2 separate regions of the Mus musculus genome follow, and region 1 is linked to region 2. A link is a contact called in public HiChIP or PLAC-seq data. All regions are on one chromosome and are shown on one strand. The core of a region is the stretch at or near the end of the contact, and the rest is flanking DNA. Distances in the headings are between cores, read along the strand shown. Region 1 overlaps Rmdn2 (regulator of microtubule dynamics 2). Region 2 has its middle 83 kb from the start of Qpct.

Region 1 (7,536 bases), core at 2,634-5,133, 520 kb after region 2:
CTACTCTGTGACCACAAGGAGAAGGTAAGAGCTGTGTGGCAGCGGTATGTTCACACAGTTTGAAATTTTTATTAAAGTACCACCCTGCTCTTACTGAAACTACAGCACTGTGTTGCAATTCATAGGGAGAGAATAAGGATGCACTTTTATAAAATGAGTAACTGATTAAAATTGCATTTGAGTTAATTGGGTTTATCTAAGGTCCCCAAAATAGAAACCAACCTGATACAGATTTACTCTGATTTTGTTAACTTGGATACTTAATATGTGTTTTGTAACATGAAGAATAAAACATTATACCTAGGCATAATGTTTTCTCTGGAAAGAATAAGAGGCTTTTTAGGTTTTCTTTTGTTTTTGTTTTTTAAGACAGGATTTCTCTTATGTGTCCTGGCTGTCCTAGGACCCGATCTGTGGACCAGCTGACCCACAGAGTTCCGTCCTCCTCTGTCTCCCAGGTGCTGGGATTAAAGGCATGTGCCACCACACCAGGCTACGTTTCCTGTGTTGCTTTCAATGTAGTATTAGTATCTAAAGCTATTTCTATCAGTAGTCATTCTGCAGTGTTTAATATTGGACTTGAGTTCATTAGTCTCACTATCACTACTGAAAGAAAGGATATAAGGGCTCATGAGAGCTCGGGGAGATATAAAGTGTCTTTTTTGCCCATAAGCAATATAAGCCTAACCTTGGCCAAAAGAAGGTTTAGCAACTTCAATACACTGTGTAAAACCTGTGAACCCAAGCTGATCAACACATGATATACAAATATCCTAAAAATCAGACTATAGCCTATGAAGATATGCAAGGATTATCTGTCAATAAAAGTTTTTAAAACTTTTAAAGTATCTACAATTATAATTGAATCATTTAGGTAAAAATTGTAATGTCTCTTTGAGTATATGTACTTCAATTTACAGACACTACTTAATGCTCAGTAAGCTATTTATTATGCTGATAGTAGATAACTTACAAAGGATAATAGGAGAGGATACCTGGTCCAGGGGGAATATGTAATTATATCTGTATAATATTAAATGATTTAAGATCCAAATGTAACACTATATTTGGCCATATTTCTTAGCCATAAATATTTGGATTTAAAATGTTAAATATCTATAGTATAAATTCAGTCATCTATAAATACCATTGTACTTGCCTAAATTTTTTAAGGTACAATGAAAGCAATTATGGTCAGCCTGGACAAATGACTGCATTAATCTAGTGTGCAATGCTCTCTTTCCAGTTTAGTGAAGAAACTGAGTTTCTGTGGCGCCTGGCCCGAGCCTATGGAGACATGTATGATCTATCCACAAGTACACAAGAAAAGAAGCATTATGCTAATATTGGTAAGTAATTCGTCAGCACTGGGTGTTCTCAGGTGGCATTGTTCTCCACAATCAGCCATCAGTGGGTTTAATACAAGCAAAATCATCTAAGTTAAAGACTCAATCCATTTCAATATACTCTGATAATGAAAAACTGTACACAGCCTCAGAACAAAATGGTCTTCTGGGACTAAAGTGTATGTTCCTTTAAAGCAACTGAGCTAATAATATTAAAGCAGGGAACTGGAGAAACAAAACAAAACAAAGCCCTGATTTCACTTTTTGAGTTTATGATATCACAGGAAGCTAAAACACCTGTGCTAGCATTTGAGGTGCAACAATAAGCCACGGAGTGTTGTGGCCTCCAGCTGTACTATCAGTTACACTCACAACTCACTTCCTATGGCATGGTAGGCCAGGAACACATAAAAATAACCTCTCGATTGTCAGGGATTTCCAAAAGGCAATACCTTAAACTGCCATGTATACATTTTGCATACATTTGAAATTTTCCACCATCACAATAAAAACCAAGGAGACTGTCAAATTATTGCTGTTGGTTGTTGTGTTTATGTTTCATTGGATGTCAGAATGCTTTCTTGTCAACGCTCCTGTATGTCCATCTCTCTGAGCCTCAGGTTTTATTCTCCTTTCTTCCAAAGCTTTCTCTTTTCCCAGCTTTTCCATGATAGTATAGGCTATACAGAGAAACTCTGTCTCAAAAACCAAAAAAAACCAACCCCCCCCCAAAAAAAAAGAAAAAAGAAGGAAATAGCAAATAAGAACTCCTCCCACTCTAGTCTGGCATCTTTATTTCCAAGAAGGACAAATGGTTAGAATCTGCAGTAGTCTTTGGTAGTCTTCTGGAGATTCCCTTGCTAAGTGTCCTCTCCACTTAACTATTTCCTTTCTGGAAAGCAGTTTTCTGTAGCAATCCAACTATAAGGCACTATCCATGGGGGAGCTCTAGAAAAGAGATTAATTTCAAGAAAAAGAAAGTTTCAACCAGAGCCTGAAAGGATTTATATTCATATCTGCTGGGGTGGGAGGAATTAAACCATATTGATGTGCAATGTGTTTGACACTCACCAGCAGTAATGTATCTTTCTCGAGCACTCCTCTTGCGTCTTCTGTTAGCAGACGGGACCAAGAGCACAAAATACAGGAGGGAAGCCTCTGAGTTTGTTGGGAAGGTGATGCATTTCTATAATAATATCTAAAGGGACAAATAGAAATGGGGAGTTGTTTTCAGACTACAGGGTGTTAAGTTTGTATAAAGAAAATGAGGAGTCGATAGCAGGAGCTAGAGGTTCATGTAGGGAAATCTTCTTATGGAGATAACAGTTCCCACAGGTAAAATTCTCTAGACTCTGTTTTTAAATTGAACGAGAGCTCAAGTGAGATGTTCTTCCAGCTTTAAGTATTAACCTGATGAAACTTAGAGTTGTCTGAGAAGGGATCTCAGCAGAGGGATTTACTAGATCAGATTTGTGAGCATGACTGTGGGGATTGTCCTGGTTGATAATTGATGTAAGAGGGCCCAGCCCACTGTGGGTGGGACCAATCCCTGGGCAGATAGTTCCAGACTGAAGAAGAAAGGTAGATAAGCATGGACCTGCAAACAAGCCGTCAGGTGGCATTCCTCCATGGTTTGGTTTCTGCTGCTCTTCCTTGGCTGTGGGTAAGTTCTTTGTTTAGAAGGAGTGTGTGGAATGGCAAACAGGCTTGCACCTGAGTCCCTGCTTGAGTTTCTGCTGTGACTTTCCCCAATGACAGTCTATGATGAGTCCTCCTCAGTCCCTTTTGGTCATGGTTATTTGTCACAGTGACAGAATGAAGCTGGAACATGAGTTGATATATGAGACAGAGAAATAGGAAAACAGGATGGAGATCTAGCGGCCAGAGTGCCGCATGGGGTTAAAATGAGATTTATCCTTAAGAAGAAAATTTACCATGTCACAAGAAGAAGAGGGCACCATTTTCATTCATACAGAAGGAATGTATTCAAATACTGAAGTAAAGCAAAAAGGATCACTTTTAATTGTACACTTAAGAAATTACCTCACCATGTTAGTGTTCTGGGAACAGTGCTAAAATGAAGTGTGGCAAGAAAGGGTGAGGAGAGGTGCAAGAAGGGACCCGTGAGTGTGACAGTGCCACACTAGAGAAATGACTGTATAAAGGACCAATGACTAACCATCATAGTTCAGTTCTCCAGTAAGTATTATTTGGGGGCTTCTACCTCACCTTAGATCATTTAGTTCCCAAATTAAAACACACACACACACACAAAATCTTTATATTTATAATAAGCCTTTAAGCATTAGAGCTGGGCATCTATCAACCCCTTATGCTAGTTTGTTTACTTCTCTGTCAGTAACCTCAAGATTTCACTTGCCATGTCCCACCTTTGCTGCTCCTGCTCCAACAGGCCATGCACTCTTGACTCACCTGCCCCATGGCGCCTTCCTCCTTCCTCCTCTTCACCCTCTCCTCTGGTCTCTCCTCAGACCCCAATCCCAGGAACTGAAGCCCCACCCACCTCTCCTGCCCAGCTATAGGCGTCTTTATCAACTAATGGTTTTAAATTAACAAGCAAGGTTTGCAATACAAAAGGTTGCATACCTGAGAATTCAGTCATCTTGAGGCAGCTAGACCTTGGGATTCAGAATTTAGCATTACAATACATAGCAACTCACCAAACCTCCGCATTTCCCCCTTTTGTCTAAATAACAATAAACAACTTAGAGTGGAACAATTATAAAACAATAATGACAATTATTAGGAAAGAGTTAAATTTAAAAGCCTATCTGTTTATATTTGGCAATTTAGATTCTATCATCTGTCCTATCTTGGTGAGTTTAGAGTTTTAGATCTAAATCATTTTCTATCCTAATTTGTATTAACATCCTAAAATCATCTTCTTAGACTTGGTACATCTTTTTTTTTTTTTTTTTTTTTTTAAGGAGGAGAATCTAAATATTCTTTTTTTTATTACATATTTTCCTCAATTACATTTCCAATGCTATCCCAAAAGTCCCCCATACCCTCCCCCCCCCATTTCCCTACCCACTCATTCCCATTTTTTTTTGGCCCTGGCATTCCCCTGTACTGGGGCATATACAGTTTGAGTGACCAATGGGCCTCTCTTTCCAGTGATGGCAGACTAGGCCATCTTTTGATACATATGCAGCTAGAGACAAGAGCTCCAGGGTACTGGTTAGTTCATAATGTTGTTCCACCTATAGGGTTGCAGATCCCTTTAGCTCCTTGGGTACTTTCTCTAGCTCCTCCATTGGGAGCCCTGTGATCCATCCAATAGCTGACTGTGAGCATCCACTTCTGTGTTTGCTAGGCCCCAGCATAGTCTCGCAAGAGACAGCTACATCTGGGTCCTTTCAATAAAATCTTGCTAGTGTGTGCAATGGTGTCCGCGTTTGGAAGCTGATTATGGGGTGGATCCCTGGATATGGCAGTCTCTAGATGGTCCATCCTTTCGTCTCAGCTCCAGGTACATCTTCTTAAATCCTAAACATCTTAAACTTATGTTAAGACTATGACTATCTAGTCTCCAACCCCATCAGAGACCTGAGAAGGAATAAATATTACTTTAGTATGTAGGAAGTGCAGGGTCACAGCTTCCAAAAATTATAGAAATGACAGAGCCTGTTGACTGCCTGGACAGTCCCCAATATTTTCTAAAACATTGGAGCATCGTCTTCAGCCTTCTGGCCCAGAAAATCTGACAGGCCTTTTGTGAAACAGGAATTATGATGGACCTGTTTATCCTGTCTTAGAAGAGCTTGGCAGTTGAGTTCCTTGTGTCTGTCCTTCTTGGGCAGCATTCTGCCTGCAGATGAACTCAGGCAATTTTCTTTGCTGTGATTGAAGCGACTCCATATGGGGGTTCTTCAATGCTCATCATCTTTGAAAATGAAAAATGAGGTGCTCTCAGACATGTCTCAATGTCAAAGGGACCTTAAATTAATAAAAAAAACATTTTAAATTACATATTCTACGGGTACCTGAGATTTTTGATAACTATCTATCTATTCATAGCATATCTAAACAACATGGCCATGACAACTTACTAGAGGCAGGGAAACAATACCTGCCTCTAGTTATCTAATTGTCTGATCAACCCAGGATGCATATTTCTGTGATAATCCAGACTTGTATCTCACATGGCCAGTAACTTGCATTTCTCAACCATCCCTAACAGTTTGCAGTAGCAGCTATTAAAAGGACTGGGATTAAACCTTGTATTTTTAAATGAATTGCATAGGCATAATACATATACAAGAGTTGAAGCATACATACCTTATGTTATAACAAAACTAACCTTAAATTTTGTATCAATATACAAAGACTTACAACACTGAAAACCTTACGTCTGTATCAATATCTGAACATATCCATATCAATGTAAACAAAAATAACCTCACTTGAGAATCGCAATAGCTCTAAGTTGAAGAATAGATTCAGTAATCTACCCTTTTATTCTATTATTTCTATATGATAATTCTGTTTCCCCCTTTTTCTTCTCAATCCACTTCCCTTTATCTAAGAAAGAAAGAAGGATAGAGAAAAGGAAAGCTAGAAATCCCTGAGTCTAAGCTCTGTATTTTGTTTCCTTTGTCCAAGACCATAACTATTTGTAACCATCCCCTTAAACGACAATATACCTAAAACTCATAAAATGATCAAAACTGCCCACCCCATCCTAACGAAATGGGGCCATGATCTCCTGAAATTACTTCCTGCTGACTTGAGGCAAAGAATTCTTTTGTGGGTGGGGAAGGGCAAAGGAAATTGGGAAAATGTTTAAGTCAAAAGAAAGTAGCTGGCATCATGTGTTGTCCAATCTCTATGCACTGAGAAAGTTCAGGCTCAAGTGAAGTCCTGGCTGGATCAGTCTGTAAGGTTGGACAAACCAAGGTCCTCTGGAGTCAGCAGCCCTCCCTGAGGCTGTTTAGAAAGCAAGTCTCACACAATGTGGGGCAGGATCAATTGTCCCAGCATCCTCCAGGGTTGACCTCATTAGTGCTGTTTCCTCCATTGTCATTTTCTGAAAACATAATTCCTCATAAGTAATACATAGCTCAGTACCAACAATTCATGGAATGTGCAAGGTGCATAGTTTAGCCAAAGATGACCTTCTACTCTCCATCTGAGAGATGACAGACATCTGTCTTTCTTTCTGAACTAGTTGATTACATGACCAAACTGTAAGATAAGATTCCATTCATGCCATCTGAAAGGATGGTATGTAATAATAAGTCATGAAAAGTCTGTAGCCAGCAAGATTTAACACTATTCCAGCTAAGCTGAAGTTCCAGTTGAAGTCAGTCTCAGAGTTGTTTCAATAGAGGGCTTAGCATTGTACATTACTGGTTCATTTAGTTCTTTTGATTTTCTTCTTTCTTTCTACAGCCAAGATTTTCAGGAGGTCTCCCACTCTCAAGTCTGATTTTTATCAGTTTGGATGAAATCCAAAGCCTTTCCCCACCTTTTATGTTAACACAAATACAAAATCTCTCTCCAATATAACATATCTCTTGTTTAACAGTTAGAAGTCATCATTAGTATAGAGGGACCCAATCTAGCAGCCCTGTTTTTATCCAGGTCCACTCCATTTTGTCCATTTTGACCTCTCACAAAGAAATGTGCAACATCACCATTGCCACTGAGCATATAACCCTTTTCATTTTGATAATTCAAAACAAGATTGTATGGAGTCCAAATATCCTCCTCTACAATGGCATACATTTATTATTTCTTATTGAGAAAGGTTTTCTCTGTGTAGCCTGGGGTGACTCAGATTCGTTCCGTAGATCAGACTAACCTCAAACTCACAAGGAACCTATCTGTCTCTGTCTTTGTTTCCCACGTATGGGAATCAAAGCATGGATTTATTTATTTAGTACCTTCGTACCCTTGAAAACATTTATGTTGGTTTTTGTCTCCTTCTCTGTCCTTTGGAAGTTACCTTTTGTGTGGCTATACCTATCCCTCCCATTTTCCTCTTTTAATTGAACATTCTTCCCGGTGTTCAACTCTATTTCAACTGCTTTCAGGCAGAGTGTGCCTGCTCAGAGATCTTGGCCTGGGTTGTGTATTTCACACTAGGCTGAGCTGCTGTCAATCCTCCCGGGGGAGTCTTCCGAGGAGATACTTTCCACATGTTCAGGGTAGCATGACACCCTTC
Region 2 (6,691 bases), core at 2,279-4,778:
ATAACCCCATTAAAAGTGGGGTAGAGAGCTAAACAATTAATTCTCAACTGAGGAATAGCAAATGGCTGAGAAGCACCTGAAAAAATGTTCAACCTCGTTAATCATCAGGGTAATGCAAATCAAAACAACCCTGAGATTCCACCTCACACCAGTCAGAATGGTTAAGATAAAACACTCAGGTGACACCAGATGCTGGTGAGGATGTGGAGAAAGAGTAACACTCTTCCATTGCTGGTGGGATTGCAAGCTTGTACAACCACTCTGGAAGTCAGTTTGGTGGTTCCTCAGAAAATTGGACATAGTACTACCAGAAGATCCCACAATACTTCTCCTGGGCATATACCCAGAAGTTCCAACTGGTAATAAGAACACACGCTCCACTATGCTCATAGCAGCCTTATTTATAATAGCCAGAAGCTGAAGAGAACCCATATGTCCTTCAACAGAGGAATGGATACAGAAAATGTGGTACATTTACACAATGGAGTACTACTCAGCTATTAAAAACAATGAATTTATGAAATTCTTGGGCAAATAGATGTATCTGGAGGATATCATCCTTAGTGAGGTAACCCAATCACAAAAGAAGTCACTTGATATGCACTCACTGATGAGGGGATATTAGCCCAGAAACTTAGAATACCCAAGATACAATTTGCAAAATACAAGAAAATCAAGAAGAGAGAAGACCAACATGTAGATACTTCATTTTTCCTTAGAATAGGGAACAAAATACCCACAGAGACAAAGTTTGGAGCTAAGATGCAAGGATGGACCATCCAGAGACTGCTCCACCCGGGGATCCATCCCATAATCAGCCACCAAACCCAGACACTATTTCATATGCCAACAAGATTTTGCTGAAGGGACTCTGATATAGCTGTCTCATATGAGGCTCTGCCAGTGCCTGTCAAATACAGAAGTGGATGCTCACAGTCATCTATAGGGTGGAACAAAGGGCCCCCAATGGAGATGCTAGAGAAAGCACCCAAGGAGCTGAAGGGGTCTGCAACCCTATAGTGGAACAACAATATGAACTAACCAGTACCCCCAGAGCTCATATCTCTAGCTGCATATATAGCAGAAGATGGCCTAGTCGGCCATCACTGGGAAGAGAGGCCCCTTGGTCTTGCAAACTTTATATGCCCCAGTACAGGGGACTGCCAGGGCCAAGAAGTGGGAGTGGGTGGGTAGGGGAGCAGGGTGAGGGGAGGGTATAGGGAACTTTCGGGATAGCATTTGAAATGTAGATAAAGAATATATCTAATAAAAAAAGAATCAACAACAAAAAAGCTATTTATCTTTAATTGCATATGTTGTCCCTAGTGCATATTCAATGCACATGGTATTGGGTTATATAGGACATGTACATACAAGTCTATTATGTATTTTGAGAGTATTCCACCATACATGTCCACTTTCTTCTTCCTCCCTGCCCTTTAGTCCCCCATATGGTTTTGCTTCTACTTTCATGGGTTATATACATGGTATTATATACTATTATAGCTTTTGAATACTTCCAAGTATTCTGGCTAACTGCTGAAGTAACTCAATATTTTATTCTTTATCAACATTCAATATCACATATGCTAATGGAACCTAAAGTGAGATTTTCAAAATGATTCTTGTGAAAATAAAAGAGTTATTATTCACTTTTAGTTTCAGTTTCATTCATTAAAATTCTAAGCTTAGTATACTTTAATGTTTAATAGACATGCATATATTTTATAATTACATGTTATGAAAACATGCACCTTTTTTTGCTGATACAAGAGCAAATAAATTAACCTAGAGATTGTGAGGGCTAAAGTTATATTTTAAGTTTTAGGTATTGTACTTAAGAGATGTATAAAAACAAAAATGCCTAAAGGCTCTTTTACCCAAGGGTAGATAACTTCCGGGAATGCTGAAGACTGTTGCCCATGTAAGATAACAAGCCTTGTGTTTTCACTTCCATAAACAAGGTTAGCTGATCCAAGTGCGCAGGACGTGCTTGATCTGAAGATGTCAGCTCAGGAACTTTAGAAAATTCCGCTGGACCCATCCCCTCCTGGAAGAGAAAGGTCATAAAGAACATAGGCAGCCCTCCTCCCCTCCAGAAGGGAGGGGCTAATTACATTCCTCAGACCTCAGGGAGGAGGGACTGAGGAGGGTTGGGGAACGGAGGGGCTCATTACATTCCTCAGACCACAGGGAGGAGGGACCCAGGAGGGTAGGGGAGGCCCGGAACGGAACTCGCAGCCACATTTCCTGACCTACCTCATTCCCTAAACACCAATCAGCTTAAAAGTCACGCTGTTCTGCCAATCACATTGTGCCTAATGGCTGCTGCCTTGAGAACTGTAGAAAGGCTTCCCAGACGAGCTGGTCATTCTCTTTCTCCATGCGCAGGGCAATCCCAATGTGTTGGAACAATAAATTTCTCTTGCTTTTTGCAACGGTTCCGTGTTGTTCAATTATGGGGTCCCCGTAAGCAAAGGCTTACTAGAGTCTTACAGATCATGCATGTAGTATGTAGGCAGGAAGTATGTCAGGATGTGTGCTTGCCCCTGGTTGGACGAAAGTGGGAAGTACATAGCCTTGTGGGTTTTGCCTTTATAAGCACCAGACTGTAATTTGTGATAATTCTCTGGGAATCCTGGGTATGAACCTGGCCAACTGTCCATCATCCTGGGCAGTACTTAACGAAGCTTGCTTCAAATTTGGCTCATCAATTGTGGTAGTGGTCTTATTGTCACCTGGTGGGAATAACGAGATCACTGGAATAGGTTATATGTGCAGATTAAACTTTCAGACCTCTCATGCTGTGAATAAGTGTACAAACTAACCTTTAGTAGTAATTATCTATAGATTACATACCACTTTTACCCACCCACTCACATACATCCACTAGATAAAAAATTTTTTTAATTTTATAAAATTATGTCTAGGATACATCTAAATGATGCAGTTGCATAGCTGAATGAAATATGTACAAAAGTCAGAGAAAGCTAAATGTCTCCAGAAACATTAGTGTTGAATGTCTACAGAAGAATTACAGCATTTGGCTTGTTATGACTTGTTCCCTCAAGTAAAGTATTCTAAAGAATGGTGCAATGCATTTCTAAGAGGATCACATGGGGCTGTCAAATGTGTTACATTGTAATTAAACAAAACAAAACAAAACAAAACCAGGCTTTCCCTTTTAGCTCTGTACCAGTTACTTTTTGTTGCTGTGATGAAACATAGTCAAAAGTGAATTATGGGAGGAAGAGTTTTTTTTTTTTTTTTTTTTTTTTACATATGATTCAGGAAGGGGACCAATCAGGTCAGTGGAGGCATGGCAGCAGGCAGATGGACCAGGGAAATTAGCTTCAACATTTTCACCCACATGTAGAAGACAGAGTGAACAGGAAGACGGGGTGAGGCTGTAAGCTCCCCAAGCCATGTCTAGTGACATGCCTGGACTTCCTTCAGTAAGGCTCTGCCTCCCTGAAGAGTACCACCAACTGGGGACCATGTGTTCAAATGCCTTGGGAATGTTTCTCATTACACCCATCCCAAGGTCTAACTTGCATCTCAAAATACAAAAGAGGTGTGTTTTAGGTTGAGAGTCTGAGATTCTGTGAGGGCAAAACAAAGGACCATTAGAAGCTGGAGGAAGCTAGTTGTGAAAGAAAGAAGAGAGGCCTTGCTTTTCTTATTCAATTGTAAAGGGTTTTGCAAATTAACTGAGATATCCAAATGAATTCTGTTCATTTGCAGGCCTGGAGGCTGAAAGTCTCAACTATAAGGTTGGGCAGAGCCTTGTTTCCTCTGAATGCTAAAGAGTTGGAGGCCTTCTCTTTCCTCTCGCTGCTCTGGCAGCCCATGCTTTCTGGGTCTTAGAGCTGTGCACTAGTCCCTGCTTCTGTTCTGGAACCATATTATGTGTGTACCCCAGTTTCTCTTTTCTTAGAAGGAACCATTTCTATTAGAATTATTTCTATTACAGTATAGCCTCATCATTATGTTACATGCGACTGTCCTACTGACAGAGCTACATTTGGAAGTCCATGGGTCAGGTCTTCAATGTATCTTTTTAGAACATATGCTTCAACAGCTCCCTGTAGTTGAGTGGTCTGAGATTTCTTAGGGGAGAGGTGGAGCCTGGATTTCAGCGGAAGCCAGGAGCATGGGGGTAAGGATGACTTGTCTTAGGTTTTCTAAGCCAGAACAAGGGGTTGAAGACTTGGGGCAAGAACTGTAAGGCAACAGGGAAACAGGAAGCTCTGACTCATGTCCTGGGCTTAGACTGGATGCCTCACTGATCAACCCTGGAGAGCTGGCGAGGGACCGATGTTCACTGGAGCCCCGTGCACAGCCTCACTGCCTCTGCCTGGATGCTGCCACTCCGGGCCGTGCATATTCCATCTGGGTTAATGATATTTCAGTTGTTAACTTTTGTAAATGCCATCCCTGGGATAATGACTTAAGTGAACCTTAGCTTTAATTTATTCAGAGACAGAGCAAAAAAAGTTTTAAAATCTGGTAGTAAAGGAAAGTAAAAACAACTTGATGGGAGTATAAATTTAAGAAAAACCTTTTATTTCACTTTTTAAAGTGTAGGTGTGGTTTGAATGCATTTGCTGTCAAGCAGGAGGGCACAATATCCTACTGTGGGTTTGGGACCAGGCACACTGGTACTAGGTCAATATTAAAAGAGAAATAAAAGATTCCAGCTGGCAATTATTACCTACCAGGTGTCCTTTCTCATGAATGTCCTCTAGACTCCAGTCAGGGCACCGGGATGCGTGCCCTAAGTCATGGATGCTTTCTTAGTTTGGACTTTGCCCTGGCCATCTGGCAGGAGAAGGTACAGCTGCTTCCTCCTCATGAGGACAGTGGCACTTTGGCACACATGTACAGAGCATTGCCAGAGGCAAGTGACTCAGGAGTGGTCTGAGCCAGTTTTGACTTCTGCCTCTTTTTTTCCACTTTCTATGTGTTAGTGGCCAACTGACCTAGTTTCTGAGGAAACAAAGATCCATTCATTTACTTTAATAGTGTTTTTTTAAAAACCAGTAAAATTCCATTTAGATTTGTATGTTTTTCAGTTTATATAATTGATTTGAAGGTTACACATGTAAAAATGAATGAGACAGGTATGTAAGTCTGATAGGGTACTTCTGTCTTGCAGACATCTTAAACTTTTAATTCAGTGACCTGAATTAAGAAGTTAATATTGTTGAATTTCCCCTATCTTCATTGCATCACAGGATAGTGAATTAGTCAAGTCCTTGATAACTATCAATACGGATGAGAGATTAGATCACAAAGCTGCTGAGAGTGTATCCGTAAGACCTGGCTAATCTTTAGATTAAAGCTTATGAAAATGTTACCCAGTCTTCAAGTGTAGCTGCTAGACTCCTGGGAGAAGAGGGATCAGACACTGGCTTCCTTCTTGCAGAGTCTACTTTCAAGTAGGGAAAGCAGAGTAGGTTACTAGTACTGTCTATGGGAACCTAGGAGATACAAAAAAGGTGTTATTCATGCTGGGCTGAAGACAGAACAAAGGGTAGAAATGAAGCAACTGGCTTCACAGGTGATGCAGAAATGTGTTGGCATACATAGACATGGATGGCACATCGCTCACTCCCATGCTTCTGGTACTTGAGTTGATAGTATGAATGGAAGTAACTATTATTTTGAAAGGAAGCTGCACCTTCCAATGAAGGCCAATTAATTGGTTAAAACTTCCAAAGATTATAGAGAGTTCGGAATGTTACAAGTCCAAAGTCAGATCTTGGGCCATCTTCAGAGCTCTTCAAACTCATTTATTGACCTCTGTATGAGAGCTAAAGCCTCTGAGACCACATGATAAATCCTTTGGAATATGTGAACAGATAGCTAGACCCACTATCCAAAAGGCTAAAAGTGTCATTAGAAGCTGATAGCAGAGATCTTGAGTTTTGTTTTTAACTTACCTACCCAATGTTTCCACCAATGCGTTTTAAGATGTTTGATCCATGACTTTCTTTATTCTATTTATTATAGAATCTTAATGGAACTGTTTCCCATTGGAACATGGAAATTAGTCTAGCCCACTTCTCTGATCACAGTCACTCATATTTGGCTTCAGAATATCATCCCTCTTAATCCTTTTGAGGTGAGTTATGTGGGTTGTTGTTGTTGATGATGATGGACAGCGGTGGGTGGTGGAAGATTTAGAAGGAGGTAAAGCTGGATTGGAAGGGGCTGGGGTAGATTAAAAAGGTATTGTATGCCTTGCTAACTTGTTTTTTATGGGCTGTGCTATCTATATAGCTACAAAAATAACTTTTAACTGATATTTAGAAGGAGTTAAGATGGCTATAACACTCTGCCAACCTCTTTCTTTTTAGTCAAGCATCTGTCCAAGTCCTCAGCCTGAAAGCATTAGGACCATTTCAATGCTCACTGAAACTTATGATCCTCTGTGTGTGTGTGTGTGTGTGTGTGTGCATATATGTATTCATGTATGTATATATGTAGTACAGATGTGTATGTATGAATGTATGTATGTATGTATGTACATATGTATATGTATGAATTATGTATGTATGTATGTATGTATGTATGTATGTATGTATGTATGTATGTACTCCATTCCTGGATGACATTTATTGACTTTTATTTATTGTCTTTCACTTTTCAAATGTTGAAGACTTTAGAACTGAATTAAAGATTTGGG

The links. HiChIP or PLAC-seq counts read pairs in DNA pulled down with a chosen protein or histone mark.
Region 1: an H3K27ac HiChIP or PLAC-seq map of embryonic stem cells shows a contact between it and region 2, with 4 times the contacts expected there. The contact joins two enhancer-like sites. A contact is called at or near these places in 1 of 484 Hi-C or Micro-C datasets (bone marrow-derived macrophages) and 3 of 115 datasets of contacts at active chromatin or transcription factors (all in embryonic stem cells).

Annotation. Positions count from the first base shown.
Region 1 is chr17:79,650,453-79,657,988 of GRCm38.p6, forward strand. Rmdn2 (regulator of microtubule dynamics 2) reads left to right here. Exons shown (of 11, transcript NM_001368314.1): 3 at 1-24; 4 at 1,247-1,349. It overlaps Gm33006 (a long non-coding RNA gene), which reads right to left. Exons shown (of 4, transcript XR_876982.2): 2 at 5,108-5,253; 3 at 2,418-2,544; 4 at 2,085-2,294. Among named protein-coding and RNA genes, the nearest start is that of Gm33006, 14 kb to the right of the region's middle. Within about 2 kb of position 3,884, at least 10 of the 459 cell types and tissues checked have an H3K27ac peak or open chromatin away from gene starts, as enhancers often do. A contact at or near this core is called in embryonic stem cells, where this site is marked.
Region 2 is chr17:79,131,738-79,138,428 of GRCm38.p6, forward strand. No RefSeq gene overlaps it. Among named protein-coding and RNA genes, the nearest start is that of Qpct, 83 kb to the left of the region's middle. Within about 2 kb of position 3,529, at least 39 of the 459 cell types and tissues checked have an H3K27ac peak or open chromatin away from gene starts, as enhancers often do. A contact at or near this core is called in embryonic stem cells, where this site is marked.